Linked DNA regions of Mus musculus: region 2 is linked to region 1. Evidence: chromatin contacts called from public HiChIP or PLAC-seq data. All regions are on one chromosome and are shown on one strand. The core of a region is the stretch at or near the end of the contact, and the rest is flanking DNA. Distances in the headings are between cores, read along the strand shown. Region 1 has its middle 140 kb from the start of Gm36899. Region 2 overlaps Ank (progressive ankylosis).

Region 1 (4,443 bases), core at 1,370-3,869:
GTTCCAGAGCTGTGATTTCACCTGGGGATTAATTTTTGCTAATTTACCTTCATTTCTTCACACGGGACTTAAACCATAAATCCTGTCTACACAGGTATGTCTTTACTTACAACACCTTGGTAAAGAAAACAGTAATTTCCTGCTCAATTAAACAAGGTTCTTGCAGATGCTTGTTATCAACATTCTGCCAAAGCCAAAACAGACATAGGCTGTGATGGTTGGGCAGACTTTAAATGGGAGCATTCAATCCCAACGGGTGTGTCCTGATGTGATCATTACTTTGGGGACAGGTACTGTGTGCCTTTCCAGTCTAAGTTGTTCGGCTTCAAATACATTTTGCCTATCACTTAGGGGGACAAGTAAAAGCCTTTGTGAACTGCCTATAAAATTCCCAGCACAAGCTAAGTCATAGGCTCAGTTAGTTCATTTTTCCATTGCACCCATCTTCCCCAGAGCTTTAAAAAAATAATTGAGACTTTAATTAAAGACAAATTGTATTAGTCTTTTAAGGATGGAGAAGCCAAGACGCTCGCGCAAAATGAGTCATGGCTGGGGAAAGAATCAAACTCTATTTGCAAGTACTGTTTTTTTTTTTTATATCAATTCATTAGCTGTTACTTATTTCTTGCATTCCCTTTTAAGAAGATGGTTTCTGTATTTGTAATACAACGTAACTCTGCAAAAGAAATTGTATAGTATGAAAACAGACATCAGGATTCACTTCAATTATGTAGTACACTGTACTAAAAAATCCTGTTGCTTGTTATATATTTTTTTAATCTTTCTGAGTATATGGATATGCTAAATCCTCTTGGTAGCATACTAAGGGTCTGAGTGAAGCCTGTTTCTGTTCTCCATACAGCACAGTGCTGGTCTACTACTGTACTTTGTTTAGTGGAGCAAATATTAAACCAAGAAATACACAGTTAGGGGTTGGAGATATGGCTCAGTAGTCATGAGTGCTTGTTGCTCGTGCAGAGAGGACCAGAGTTCAGTTCCCAGCACCCATATCAGGTGGCTCAGTATGGTCTGTAGCTCCAACTCCAGGAGATCCAACATTTTCTCTGGCCTTTACAGAGCATGCTCCTGCACTTATTCACACGTGGTCACACACATATGCACACATGAATACAACTAAAATCTCCTTTAGAGAGAGAAAATGATAGGTAATTCTAGATGGCCAGACAGGAATACACCATTTTGTGATGGGGCAGCTCTTTGGGGACATTTTACTTGGCAGATCTTTGTCTGTCTGTCTGTCTCCTCCCCCCTTATCCTTCATCTTCCTCCCACTCACTAGACAGTCTAAGTTCTAAAGGGTCTACCCAAATGGTGGAGATGTAAACTGGTAAAACTTCCTTGAGATTCCCAGAACCCACTATATCTGCTGTTCTCTGTCCATAGTCTTTAGCTAATTAGGTGCAGGAGGCCCATGACTCTGTTGTGTTTGGACAGAGAAAAAAGAAAAGAGACAGCAGACTAAATAACAAAGGCCTCTGCCTCCTAACCAATATCTCCATATCCTCCCTCTGTCCCTTCTCATAAAAGCCCTTTGTGCCCTGGAGGCCTCAGAGAAGGACTCTGTAACAAGAATCTCCTTCTTGCACCTTCCTATCCTCACATTCATCATGAACACCAAAGAGACCAAAGAGCACAAGAGCAGGATCACCCACGGACGGCGCCAAGGACAACTTCTGCACCTGCCAGCTTTGGTCCTGCTATGAGCACCAACAGTGGGAAGGAAGATAGGATTATGGAGGGGCACATTCCACACATTGTCCTAGGCGGGACAAGAACTCCAGGTGGATAGAAGGCTGAATTCAGAGCTTAAGAACCGACCTGTCTACTCCCCATGAGGGACTCTTCTCTAATTGATGAACGTCTAAAATCGTTTTCAAAGAATTAAAAAGAAAAATCTTATCTACAGCCACCATGAGCCAGACCGCAAGCACCCACACTTCTCCCCATACTACCAGCTCCTCCTCCACGAGGAAGATATATCCCTGTCGCCATTTTTTTTTTTTCAGAATAACCTGGAGTTCTCAGAACATACTGTAATTCTCCCAGGAACACAAAACAGAAAAACGACTGAGTATGGCTCGAACCAACTTCCATTTGACCTATGGGACACCTATTATCTACCAATATCCACCATGTTTTCCTATTCTGGGACTCTGTCCATCAGCCCTAACACTGGAATTCTGTCTACTCCAGCATATATTTACGACCCCATTCAGGCAGGGGGACACAAGGAAGACTGGTGTCTTCCCAGTAGCAAAAGAGTGGCCCAGGCAAGTTACATAGACTCTCTGTGCCTCAGTTTCCTTCTCAACAAAACAGCACTGTCTCCCAGAGTCCTATAAGGATGAAATATGATGACTATAAACCAAACATTAGTGTTCACATGCTAACTGGTACAATTATCTTGATTACTGCCAGAACATTTATTTACACAGTCCCCAGTCTTTTTACTCTACCTAGGACTAGCCTTTAGCTTTCAAAGCAGAATGGGGCAACCCGTTTAAATAGAAGAGTATAAATAAGACTGCGTTGAGAAGTGACTGAGCTGGAAGGTGTCCTACTGGCAGTGACACAGCAGTGGAGCGGTGACTTGTAGCTTTGCCCATTTCCACTAGATGGCGCTGATTTATTACAGCCCACCCACAACCCTTTGCATGTAAGTTACACAATAAAAGACACGTGCGTGAGGTACCTGGCAGGTATTGTTTTCTAAAGGTCTCCCTTGATTCTACTTCTGGCACGGGGCAGTACAGTCCTCTGCATCAGACCATGCACCACCCCTAAAGAAGGCAGGGATTGTCTTGTACTGGATTTATTTTAGAGAGAAGGTAGAGATCGTTGTCTTTTGAGATTACGATAAGGGGGTCACACAACCAACACATAAGGAATCTCTTTATGGCAAACACGGAGCATCATGAATTGCTGACATACAAGAAACCGACGCGACGCCAGTAGAGATTAGTGACAGTCTGAGGAGCTTTCCAGTAGGTTGTTTGCTCCATTGAGAAAAATCACACCATCACCTGCTGTTAAAGGGCAGCAGCTGAGCAGTGAGCTGTGCTGAATTTTCGGCTGCTGCCCAATTTGGAAAGTAAATTCCTGCCTTTTCTTCAGTTTCCAGGAACAATAGCCTCCTATTCCACCCACAGATGGAAACCCTGATGGAAGGTTGTTGTTGTTTTTCCCCCAAAAGGACCTTCCAGGATTCCCAGTAGTTGCTGTCTGGGCTTTATCTGTAGAGCTTGTAGGCCTGCCCGGGAACCACAAGGTGAGACAGCTCTTGGCACTCATTCTCTCCCAGTGAGGGCCCTGCTTCCCCAGACTGCACGGCTCTTTTCTCTGAGTGGAAAATATTCTCTTCACATCTCTCATCGGATTTCAGGAGAGCAGTTCAAGATACCTCTTGCTAAATGACGAGGAAGAGGGGGAGCTATTCGCCAAAAGGAAATATCTTGTTTTCTGTCTCCATGGCCAAGAATTGATTTCAAAAGAAGCTTGTTTAGACTGTTTTTGTTTTAAGTTCTAGTCAAGCATGGAGAAGAAGCCTTTGAGAGCTCTGTTACTGGAGATGAAGTGCAAAGATGACTGGCCTACCCGGGCAACCTTGGCATGGGGCAGAGGCTTGCCATATCTCATTGTCCAGCACACAGCTCTTCTTCCATTCACCTTATCCTGTCTGTCTCCACACCAAGGCTACTGGCAGACAGGCAGGCAGGCAGGTGCTATGACCCCTTTCAGACACATATGGTTGGATATGCTCAACACTGAAAGTCAGGGGACCAGTGAGGTGACTCAACGGGTGAGGGTCACCAAGTCAAAAAACCTGGGCTCAGTCCCTGGGATCCATATGGTGGAGAGGAAAATAGATTCATTGAAGTTGTATGCACACTGAGGGTTACCTATGCCCAGCCCCCCACAAAAAGTACATAATCACGTGTGTACGTATTTAAATAAAAGAAGAAAGTCAGGAGCAGAGTTGAGACTCACACCCACATCCTTGCACAGTTTTGCCCCAGTTTTCACCTTCATGTGTTGCGTGCTGTTCTTTGCCACACTTGGTCCACGATAAACTCACCTTCCTGCTGCGTCTAATCAGCCTGTTTTTCCTATGAAGCCTAAAACTGTTGGATTTCATTTAGTAAAACACGTGACTGACGAATTTGTTTTATTTATGTTTTGAACTGCAAATACTTTTTTTTTTCTTTTGTAAGGGAAATCTCATACAGACGGGAAAATCAACCACTTTTTCAAAATCATTTAAATGGAAAAGGGATGTCGGTTTGGGGCAGACTCATTTCCTGTTCTACATCCATGGTGGGTTCAGGATGCAATTTTGGATGACAGTAAAGACACTGGGGTGTTTGCTGTTTTCCTTTGCTAAACGACATGATTTAAGAACAAGTGAAATTGTGTTTCTGCGGG
Region 2 (4,551 bases), core at 1,455-3,954, 240 kb after region 1:
GGACCCACAAGCAGGCATTGTAGTCACATGTAGTTAATACGTTAATAACTTTCCTTGCTTAGTATTTTATGTATCTTTTAATTCAGGTTGTTCCATCGTCGTTCCCAGTGGTGTTTGGAACGGCATTTAAGGGTGTTTATCCTATAATTGTTCCTGCCCATCCCCCCTTGTGTTTCACTGACTGCCTTGGGTTTTTCCTCTGGTGTGGAAAAAGCCTCCGGTGGGGAGGAAGCTAAGAGGCCAAAGTTTCTAGGTATTTCTTAGTTGGTAAGAAATCTTAACTAGAAGTGCCACTGCCTTAAAAGACTCTTAATGGTAGATCTAACAGAACCATGGCTGCGATCCCCAGTCAACCCCGGGGGCTTTGCATCTGGGTCCCAGGAGATCAGAATGGAGTTAGCTCTCTGCATCAGTTTCTGGGTGCAGGGTGGCCTGACCTCTGAGAACCTCGTGCTTTCACTCTGCTGACCTGCCCTGTTTGCTCTCTCGCAGGTTGTTTTCGTAGCCATTTTGCTTCACAGTCACCTGGAATGCCGAGAACCGCTGCTCATCCCCATCCTGTCTCTGTACATGGGTGCGCTTGTGCGCTGCACCACACTGTGCCTGGGCTACTACAGGAACATCCACGACATCATCCCCGACAGGAGCGGCCCAGAGCTGGGGGTGCGTGCACCGTTTGACTTTCTGGACTGGTTTATTTTTTTTAATTTTTAATTTTTTTTATTACGTATTTTCCTCAATTACATTTCCAATGCTATCCCAAAAGTCCCCCATACCCTCCCCCCCACTCCCCTACCCACCCATTCTCATTTTTTTGGCCCTGGTGTTCCCCTGTACTGGGGCATATAAAGTTTGCCTGACCAATGTGCCTCTCTTTCCAGTGATGGCCGACTATGCCATCTTTTGATACATATGCAGCTAGAGTCAAGAGCTCCAGGGTACTGGTTAGTTCATATTGTTGTTCCACCTATAGGGTTGCAGATCCCTTTAGCTCCTTGGGTACTTTCTCTAGCTCCTCCATTGGCAGCCCTGTGATCACTCCAATAGCTGACTGTGAGCATCCACTTCTGTGTTTGCTAGGCCCCGGCATGGTCTCACAAGAGACAGCTGTAATCTGGGTCCTTTCAGCAAAATCTTGCTAGTGTATGCAATGGCAGAGCTTGAGGTACTATAGGGTGTCGTGAAGTCATAAGACATGGCCTCTAACTCAATAGGAAAGTAAGGCCAACACAGGAGCAACAATTGCAGAGGTAGGGGTGGGGTGGGTGGGGGGATGGACAGACCTAAATGAGTTCAAAACAGGATCCGCATTGCAAAAAACCTAAGGGCCTCCCACTCTGGCCATGTGGTCTAGGAAGCCTCTTTGGAGAAGTTCGGGCCTTAAAGGTCACTTAAGAGTCAAGTTAGGAGTGCCCGAGCTTTCCCATCACGAGTCATGTGCAGTTGTGTGCACGCATACTTCTCCTACCACCTAGCTCTAAGGCAGGCAGGAAGGGTCATGTCTAACCCTGACCACATGCCACCCCCAGGCCCCAGCTTAACCAGACAATGCTTTCATGATGTCACAACAGTAATTGTGTTGACTGTGTACCTCATTCTAGGTCAAGGTGTTATTGAAATCCTACCTGGTTATTTCTACCACTTGGCCAGCCACAGTTATCTTGATAGGACTAATCTCTCTATCTCTGTCTCAGTCTCTGTCTCTCTCTGTCTCTGTTTATCATCCTGTCTCTCTTTCTCTGTGTCTATCTCTCTGTGTCTCTGTTTCTGTTTATCTCTCTGTCTCTCTGTCTATCTCTTTGTGTGTCTCTGTCTCTGTGTCTCTATATATCTCTTTGTGTCTCTCTGTCTCTCTCTGTCTCTATCTCTCTGTCTCTGTGTCTCTATCTCTTTGTGCCTCTCTGTTTCTCTCTCTCTCTCTCTCCCCCTCCTCCCCTCCCTTCATCTTCTGCCTCCAGCAAAGAGAAAGAAATCAAAATGCCTGAGAGGGTTCCATGACGTAACTCTTACCCTCTTAAGAAACAAAACCTAAATTTCACAACAGAAGCTGAGCTTGAAAGGTAGCGCACACCTTGGCTGTAGACGTCTTGAGGCCTGCCTTGTGCTTCAGTGTGCTTTTGTTCCACTTAGGCCTCTGCTCAGTGTGTGTGGCTCCTGTGGAGGGTTTGGAGGCGGGAGTCTCTGCAGCTGAGCTAGGTAGTTCTACAGTAATTAGACACATTTGTATATATATTGACTGATTCCAAACTAGATTATAATAGCTTTTTATTTCTCAGAGCTACTCCCACTGATGTGGCTTCAAGCCAGCCACTGTGATGACACACACAGAGCCTCATCTGAAACCTGCTTTCTGGGGCCCTGGAGCTGGGCTCCACCTTGTAGAGAGGCTGGGTCTGCATATGGAAAACAATGGTCAGGATCCACCAGGCTTCATCTACTGTGTGCTTTGATTTCACAGTAGCTCACCAGCTGTCTGAATTAATTTCTAATAAGACTGTACACTTAATTTTAATTCGACTTGGCATGTCTACAGAGGCTTTTCTGTATGTTATTGTGAGGCGTAATGGAGTTGCTATTGATTGGCATACGAAGGACAGGCTTTGGTTTTTAGGCTGTTTTCTGTTCCACTTCTGGAACCTAACGAGCTTTGACCTCTGTTTCCCAAAACAGGGTGATGCAACCATAAGAAAGATGCTGAGCTTCTGGTGGCCCCTGGCTCTGATCCTGGCCACGCAGCGAATCAGTCGGCCCATTGTCAACCTCTTCGTGTCCCGGGACCTTGGTGGCAGCTCTGCTGCTACAGAGGTAGGGAACTCTGTGAGCACGTGGGCACATGTCAGGGGAGATAGAAAGATACCTACTCCTTTCCAGTTCACGGCAAGAGCTCAGGCAACTCTAAATCATATGACACAATGACAAAGGAAGCCATGATTAGGTGACTTTTGAAATTTTCCATTTCTGTGACTATGGAAGACAGTGCCTTCATCCTTCTCATTTAGCACATGAGGAACTGAGGCATAGAAAGGGAAGACAGGGGCTGGTGAGATGGCTCAGTGGGTAAGAACACCCGACTGCTCTTCCAAAGGTCTGGAGTTCAAATCCCAGCAACCACATGGTGGCTCACAACCATCCGTAACAAGATCTGATGCCCTCTTCTGGTGTGTCTGAAGACAGCTACAGTGTACTTACATATAATAAATAAATAAATCTTTAAAAAAAAAAAAAAAGAAAGAAAGGGAAGACAGGACAGAACCTGCTAGAGGCTGGGATGGTGAGGCCATTCTAGCTCCCTGACCTGCTTCCCGTGGCCCTTCCAGCACTCCATTGCTGTCAGCATGCAGCTACTTCACTGTTGCTGCAAAGGATGACGGGACAAGCCTGTAGGAATTCTAGCAGTGCCCAGAGCTTCCACAGTGACCCAGGCTAGCCTCACCTGCTCTGTCCCTGGGCCATGCCACCTATGGGCTCTTTGACAATCAATTCCTCCTGACGAGGGTCCCCTGTGTGTATTCACTCAAAGCTCTGGAAGTGGGTCTGGAAACTGGCTGCCGTTCCGCCAGAAGGTTGACTCATCCGTTCCTTTTTTCGAGAGGGGGATCAAACGGAGTGAGCTCACTTGTTTCCTCCTCCATTGCCTTCTGGAGAATTAATTCTGTAGCTGGCATCTCTGTTCCTTTAGGAAGGCTGGTGGCTTCTCATTAAGGCCTCTTGTTTACACCTGGCCTTGACTGCACCGTCAGCAGCTCCCCAGCCCAGAGCATCGGTGCCAGTTTCCATGTCCTGGGAAGAGCTCCTGTTGGCCAGGAGAAGATGCCTGTAATAAATCAAAAGCAGAATGCTTTCTCTGGCCCCTGTTTGTTCCTGGACTTCGGTATCGGAGTCACAGATGTCATCTTGGGTGGCTGCTACAGTATGGCAGCTTTGTCAGTCAAATACTGACTTTCCAAGAGAAGCCTATGGAACCCCCATTGATTGTTCGTTAGAATTCCATCTTCCCGTGGATGAAACAAACGAGGACAGATTCTGTGTTAGGCATTTCCAAATTGCCAGCTATGGCACAGAAGCTCAGCTCATGGGGACCAGAGCTGATGGGGCCACGCTGTGTGCTTACACTGCAGGTGCTCATGTGGATTTTAGTCATTTCCCATCAGCCCTGGGTGGTTAATATTACCAGCACCGCTTCTGCGGAGAAACTGACATGGGTGTCTAAGTTCCCATCTCACATAGGAGCAAAGGGGAGGTTTGGATCTAGGCCTGCCTAACCATGATGCTCTCTTGTGTTATGCCACGCCACGCCATGCCATGCCACGCCACGCCACGCCAAGTTTCCTCACATAGCTGTGGCCTGTATCATGTTCTTGTGTACTGTGCAGTTGCTCTGTCCGCTAAAGCAAATGAAGCCTGGCTTCCTCTTCCACAGAGTTAGAACACCAAGTGCCAGAGGGTAGCTGTAGATGCCAGACATTGATTTTTTTTTTCTCCTTTTCATTCATGCAGGAGAAGAAAACCCTTTGCATGGAAACCTGTTAGTGGCCTTTCCTATATGAAATA

Evidence for each region. HiChIP or PLAC-seq counts read pairs in DNA pulled down with a chosen protein or histone mark.
Region 2: a contact with region 1 is called in an H3K27ac HiChIP or PLAC-seq map of SST interneurons, with 6 times the contacts expected there. The contact joins two enhancer-like sites. A contact is called at or near these places in 1 of 15 datasets of contacts at CTCF or cohesin (the NIH/3T3 cell line), 18 of 484 Hi-C or Micro-C datasets (B cells, CD8 T cells, the G1E-ER4 cell line and 11 more), 10 of 115 datasets of contacts at active chromatin or transcription factors (SST interneurons, T-cell acute lymphoblastic leukemia, astrocytes and 6 more) and 2 of 9 other capture datasets (adipose tissue and embryonic stem cells).

The regions. Positions count from the first base shown.
Region 1 is chr15:27,323,397-27,327,839 of GRCm38.p6, forward strand. No RefSeq gene overlaps it. Among named protein-coding and RNA genes, the nearest start is that of Gm36899, 140 kb to the right of the region's middle. Within about 2 kb of position 2,620, at least 39 of the 459 cell types and tissues checked have an H3K27ac peak or open chromatin away from gene starts, as enhancers often do. A contact at or near this core is called in SST interneurons and cortical neurons, where this site is marked.
Region 2 is chr15:27,562,232-27,566,782 of GRCm38.p6, forward strand. Ank (progressive ankylosis) reads left to right here. Exons shown (of 12, transcript NM_020332.4): 5 at 493-663; 6 at 2,671-2,805. Among named protein-coding and RNA genes, the nearest start is that of Mir7117, 7.0 kb to the right of the region's middle. Within about 2 kb of position 2,705, at least 33 of the 459 cell types and tissues checked have an H3K27ac peak or open chromatin away from gene starts, as enhancers often do. A contact at or near this core is called in SST interneurons and cortical neurons, where this site is marked.